Regions from separate parts of the Mus musculus genome. Here region 1 is linked to region 2. Evidence: chromatin contacts called from public Hi-C data. All regions are on one chromosome and are shown on one strand. The core of a region is the stretch at or near the end of the contact, and the rest is flanking DNA. Distances in the headings are between cores, read along the strand shown. Region 1 has its middle 71 kb from the start of Mir205hg. Region 2 has its middle 31 kb from the start of Camk1g.

Evidence for each region. Hi-C and Micro-C count contacts between places; a contact is called where the count stands out from the background.
Region 1: a contact with region 2 is called in a Hi-C map of bone marrow-derived macrophages, with 3 times the contacts expected there. The contact joins two enhancer-like sites. A contact is called at or near these places in 1 of 15 datasets of contacts at CTCF or cohesin (the NIH/3T3 cell line), 34 of 484 Hi-C or Micro-C datasets (the AML12 cell line, CD4 T cells, DN3 thymocytes and 22 more) and 1 of 115 datasets of contacts at active chromatin or transcription factors (the NIH/3T3 cell line).

The regions. Positions count from the first base shown.
Region 1 is chr1:193,579,240-193,582,718 of GRCm38.p6, reverse strand. No RefSeq gene overlaps it. Among named protein-coding and RNA genes, the nearest start is that of Mir205hg, 71 kb to the right of the region's middle. Within about 2 kb of position 2,143, at least 15 of the 459 cell types and tissues checked have an H3K27ac peak or open chromatin away from gene starts, as enhancers often do. A contact at or near this core is called in bone marrow-derived macrophages, where this site is marked.
Region 2 is chr1:193,399,280-193,402,371 of GRCm38.p6, reverse strand. No RefSeq gene overlaps it. Among named protein-coding and RNA genes, the nearest start is that of Camk1g, 31 kb to the right of the region's middle. Within about 2 kb of position 1,786, at least 43 of the 459 cell types and tissues checked have an H3K27ac peak or open chromatin away from gene starts, as enhancers often do. A contact at or near this core is called in bone marrow-derived macrophages, where this site is marked.

The sequences.
Region 1 (3,479 bases), core at 894-3,393, 180 kb before region 2:
TAGCTTCCACAGTCAACTTGACACAAACCTACAATTACAAAGGAAGAGGAGAAAGAAACTCAATGACTAATCAATATAGGAGGGTCCAGCCCACTGTGGGTGGTACCATCTTAGGTAGGTTGGTCTGGACTGGATTTTATTTTTACAATGTAGCTGAATGTGAACCTGAAAGCAAGCCAGTAAGCAGCATTCCTCCACAGTCTCTGTTTCAATCTCCTGCCTTGAGTTCCTGCCAGCACGGAGGCCAGCATGATGGACTGTAACCTATGAACCAACTAAATCCTTTCTTCTCCTAAGTTGCTTTTGATCAGTGTTTTATCACAGCAAAAGAGTAGCAAACAGGACAACATGCAAGAGGCAGAGATGAAACAATAAGTTAACTCTGAACATCAACAACATTGTGGGAAGCACATTTCACAGTCTTAAGTTTTCTTGAGGGTTTAGCACAAGTGCCTATATGCACTGTAGTGAAGACTTCCCACCACCAATGTTCCCCTAATGACACCAACCTTTGTGGTTATGAGCTTAGCTGAGGCTTTAATTAGCAGAGCAGGGTAGGGGCTAGGAGAGGTCCTCTTCTAGGAGGAATACAGTATTGACTCCACTTTAAGAGTCTGGCAGTACCTGGCGGTACACACCTGAAGATACTGATGCAGGAAGGTTGTGATCCCCGAGTATGCTCAAGTTTAGCTTCAATTTGATGAGATCCTGCCTCAAAATGAAAAGTGAGAAGGGGTCTAGAGAGGTACTTGAGTGGTAGAATGCATGGCTAATATCTGTAAGACCCTATGTTCAATGACCTACAAAACATACACATGCACACACCACACATAGACACACACATATACAAATACACACAAACATACACAAATACACACATATACACATTCTCACCACACACACAAATACACATATGTATACACACACATACACACACATACATACCACACATACACAAACACACACACACACACACAAACACCACAGAAAAAAACACATACTCACATGCACACACACACAAAACACACACACACACCTCAGAGAGTTAATAATTGTCTCTCAGGTCACAGAGCTAGTATGTTGCTGAGCAGAATTTAAAGACCTGCCCAGCCTAGAGCCAATGTACCCTGAGCACGGAGGCCTCCTCTGCCCTGCTCCCCCTAACCAACATTCATATCCTCATGCACAGGCCCCACAGAGTGACAACTGATGAAGATTTCTGAGAGCTACAGTACCTCCTCCAAGCCCAGGCTATCTGCTTTGTTGTTCCAGAACAAGCACATTTGATCCACAGACCATTCTCTTGCCATGAGAGGATGTGCAAGCCTTCTTTAGTGGTAACTGGAGAGAAAGTGTGATAAAAGGCAAAAGTGTCCTTTGAAGAGAATTCCTATCAGCTAGCAGATGCAGCCGAGTGGCCGGAAACAGCACAAGCTGCCCATATGAAAGGCATCGGCACTTCTAGACTAATCAGTGCTACGGGAGGCACCTTGTGGCTGCTTTTTAGGCCTATGAGGGGCATAGCATGGACCATAAAAGAATTTTACATCATTAGAGACACAACAACCCACAACTGGTGGGCCACTGAGTCTTCCTCTCTTGGCCTCTGATTCCTTTCCCACAAGGATCCTTCCACTACCCTCCAGCTACCCTGAGTTTGCATTCACTGCCTTCTGATGCTCCGTAGTATCCCTCCACTCCCCAATGACAGACCCTCCAGTATCTATCCCTACCACCTTCTGACCCCTGAAGGACCCCTCCACAACCCTCTGATGCACTCCAAAGTATCCCTCCCCAACCCTCTGATAAGCCTCACAGTACCCCTCCCCCCATACACACACACACACACACACATTCTGGTGGCCACTGAGTAATTCTAAGATTCTTTCTATGACTTGTTGGGGATCTCAGAAAGAGAGTGTCTTTCCTAAGAAAAGTGCCAGCTACAAGGTAGGTCCATGTGTGAGCCTATGCCCTCTCCCAGGGATGCTCCAAAACAACAAATAGCCAACGGCACAGCAAAGAGGAAGTAATAAAGTCACTTCCAGTGTGTGGCCTGCTGCTCATTCTCTATGTGTGTCACAGAGAGACATTTCAGCAGTCCAGTGTGGGGTATGACATCATCCCCTTGTAGGGAGAAGATTATGTTAGAGAGGGCTCACCCAGTGGTGGAACTGAAAGCTAAAGTGGGAGGTGTCTGCCTGGGACTGTGAGGAGAGACGGGTCTAGATCTATAGACATTACATTGCTTTCCGTGGAATAGAGGAGGGCAAGGGCCCCAGGCTCATAAGGTGGGATTTCACAGACATCTTACGGTTCTGAGAGCTGCCTGTCTAGGAGGAACTGGGAGAAATTCTTCAACTCTGAGAACTTGCTGGAGAAAGGGTGTGTAACCTGGGCCCTGCTCCATTGAGTGTGTTTTGAGGTGTGCTGCAGCTTCTCTGATCTCCCACTTGCTTAGGAAACTGGATACAGCAGCCACCATTCTGAAATATTTGGGGAAAGAGTAAAAATGAAAGCTCTATCTATAATGCTTGGTAAATGCTAAAGTACCCCAAACACGGGAAGATTATTATTGTATATAACATAATCCAGAGACGGAGGATAGAATGACTTACAGTAGCATGGTTGTATCACCACAAGTAGATTATTCAAAGCTTGGGAGTGAAGTCTAGCTGCTTCTAGAGACCATTAGCTTTATGGGTTTCAGAAAGGCCTCAACCTGAAAAAGAGACCTGTCCATCCTTGTTCCCAGAGAAAGATTTCAGTGCCACAGCTCCACTTCCGGTAGTTTGATGGCTAGAGAGCAGGTCACAGCCAGCCTCCTGCTGGGAAGGCCCCAGTCAGGATGAGGAGTGAATCACAATACTGAAGAGGGCTGAGATTGAGAACTAGAAGCGGAAACTGTTCTTTTGTGTCAGACTGTGCTAGCCTTGAGATTCCAGGGGTCCCCTCAAAGGCAAACTCAAGAACGTTAAGCTCCTGTTGCTAATTTCTGTAACAGATTAGTTACTTAAAGACTAATCTTTTTATCAATGTTGCAAAGCTGTGTCCTTTCATCAAGTGAGAGATTGCATCCATTTTTGCCTGCGTGCATGGGTGTGTGTGTGTGTGTGTGTGTGTGTGTGTGAGAGAGAGAGAGAGAGAGAGAGAGAGAGAGAGAGAGAGCATGCAAATAGACTATGTAGCCACAAACCCCTGGGATCTAGCTGATTCTATACCCACAATACTGGAAGAATAAGCAGTTATCACCATGCTTGTCTTCTTCATACGGGTTTGGTGTCTCAAACCCAGAGCCTCATATTTACAAAGCTGAGCCACATCCTCAGCCCTAGCACCAATCTTTAACAAGCTCATTCACTCAGGGTCTCTTTAGGGAAGACTCCATAAACCAGTTTGTTTGCTCTCTGTGACTATAACATGTGCCTGAGGCAGTCAGCAGGGAGGAGGGGGGGCAGAGACAGAGACACAGAGAGAGA
Region 2 (3,092 bases), core at 537-3,036:
ATCCAACAAAAGACCAAAGAAAGGATTTCATTCCAGTCTAGTTTGGTAGACAATGAGTTGAGTTAGGGTTACTTATAGAGGCATCACTAATTTATGTGCTGCACCATGAAGAGAATACTCTCTCCTAGCAACTGTTAGCTGCCCATCAGTCCCCGGGGAAGGGAGGGTCTCTGGGGTCCTGGCTATGCTCTATGATGGAAGGTTAGTGGATCTCCTTTGTGTAATCACAGATGCTGAGGGCCCAAGAGGGTCATGCCTGGAGGACAGCATTCTACAATAGAAGCCACATAAACCTGCGTCCTGGGCTGAAGAAGATGTGGACAGAAGAAGGCTGGAAGAAGAGTCACCTTCACTCAGGAAACCTTGAGAAGAAGCTGTGTGCCCCGAAGTCCACACTCCAGCTTGCTCCCAGCTGGAATCATCTATGTGCCAAGGGTGACAGATGGGTATCCAAGGTTAAATGAACACAATTCAGTTCCAAGCCTGGCCTCTGGGGGAACACATGAGCACATCTGCCAGTTATGGACGACAAACTGTCCCCAGGTCTGACCATACAGCCACGGGAGCAATGGAATAATTGAGAGAACCCTGAGCAGACTGGAGACACCCAATGCCATTTCTCACGCGCACACGCACGCGTGTATGTGTGTGTGTGTGTGTGTATGTGTGTGTGTGTGTGTGTGTGTGTGTGTGTGTGTGTGTGTGAGAGAGAGAGAGAGAGAGAGAGAGAGAGACCTTACATGAGTGTGCTCCCAAATCTTCTTATCCAAATACATTTGCAAAACATTGCAAACACTATGTAGTTTTCCACATTGTCTGTCATCAGTGTCCATATTAACAGCCTCTAGCAGAAAAACCTGTTCCCACCCATCTCTAACCTGGCACTTCAGGACCCACATCTCCGCCACCCCCAGCATGGGCCACAGCACATGCATATTCAAGCACAGAAGCAGCAGAAAGCATCTTTTCACACCTCGTGAAACCATATTCTTCCAGGTGTTTCTGAGCACGTCTGACATAAACTCATAAGCCTCCACTTATTGAAACTCAGAAATGCCAACACCTGAGCCGTTCAGTCCAAACCATCAATCATGCGTTTAATATCATGGGCGACACAACAATTGTACTTTCTGTTTAGTTGCTGATGCTCAGGAGAGATAAAAGCACAGCAGCCATGCAGAGAAGCATCCACACTCCTCAAGGCCCCGCCGAGTGTGTGCCCTCCAGCTGCCCACCACTCCTTGGTGTCTGTCTCGTCTATGTCGATCCAGTCTATGCCCTGTGGTGAGTTATGTCTCCTCTAGCTCTCCTTAGAAGTCTCCCAAGGACTCAAACAAAAAGCCAAAATGTGCAAGAATTAGCTGGTAGAAGAGGCGTGGCTGGACGCAGAAGCCCAGCAGCCATTATCATCTCCTGTATGTAGTGAGTCTGCAGCCAAGCAAACCTGAGACCCACCAGAACACAGCCATCAAAGGAGTCCTTTCCCACTGAAAAATCCTGCTAACACTGACTAAGTCCCTTCCTCACACAAAAAACTTAACTCCTGTCAAGAGAAACACCAATGAATTCCTGAAGGTATCAATGACTGATACTTTTTCCTGAAAATAATTATATCGAAATGCTCTTCCTCGCCTATCTAATACTCCTAGCTCATCTGTCTTTATATATATATATATATATAACTAACCACAGACCAAAGAAACAATTCCACTGTGGTAAGAGTTACTTGTGGGAACATGTGTGACTCAGACAGCTGCCTAGGCAGAAAGCTGATAGAATCATGGAAGCTGAGTCCCTAGAGTTCCCTGTATGCCCTGGAGACAACTGTTTCACAAAAGAGGAAGGGGAGGGACCTGGTAAGTCACATGACTCTCCTGTGTCACTCATGAGCCATCAACAAGGAATGTTTCAACAGATTTTAGTCTACTCTGAGATTCTCTGTCATCTGTTTCACATATTCATACAGTGTGGTCATGTGATTTATCATAAAATATATTGTTGCCAGATTGTCATTGTTATTCATTTATGCAGCTCCATACTTAGTTAACTTGGAGACAAGGTCTCATGTATCCTAGGCTAGCCTCAACCTTTCTATGTAGTCAATCAAAGCTGATTCCCCCTGCCTCCACTTCCTGACCACTAGGATTACTATGCCACCATGCCCAGCTTATTCTGGCTGGGGATCAAGGGCTTTGCAGATGTTAGGCAAGCATTCTACCAACCTAGCTCCATCCCCCTACCTAACCTAGGGCTTAATACATACTGAAAGTATAAGAACTCTAGTGTGGAGCTATACCTCCATCCCTATATCAGATCAATTATGAATAAAAAAACCTTATTGCCTTCAGTGATTCCTGCCTTGTATTCATCCTTTCTGTATGAAGATCTGAGTCCCAGACCTGCCATTTTCTTCTCTCTAAAGAACTCCTAACATTCTGTCAAGGGCAATAGTCTCCCTTATCTTGTGTCTACCTGAGATAGTCTGTCTCCTCTTCTGTAGGATCGCTCTTAGGTCAGAGTCTTAGCTGGTGGTTGTCTTCTCAACACTCTACATGCTTGACCCTCCTGTACTCCGCTTGCATGGTTTCCATAATGACCCTGATATAATTTTTACTTCAATTCTTTGCTAAGAATGATACTTCCCTTTCTGGCATCTTTGAAGAACATTTTCTCGTCTTTGGCCCTTAGCATTCTGAATCTGGTGTGCCTACATGTACACTTTTGGGGATACCCCACTTGGTATTCACTGAGCTTCCTAGATCTGGGATTTGGCATCTGTCTCTAATTTTAGAAAGTTCTGACCCATGCTAGATGCAGATATTCTCTCTGGCCCTCCCTCCTTTTCTTCCTGGTTTCTGGAAACATGTGGGCTCTATCCTCACAGTGAGATCCATATGCTGGAGACATCATTGTCTGAGAAGCTGTGCAATACAGATAACCTGAGCTTACACTAGCCCAGACCCTGACCCTAGGACCCAGCATCTTAGTGCTTAGTGCTTAGTGCTTAGTGAGCAGTGAGCAGTGAGCAGTGAGCAGTGACAGCCTTTCTGTGCAGATTTTGCATGCAGAAGTCTGAGAGCTATTAGCAGAAG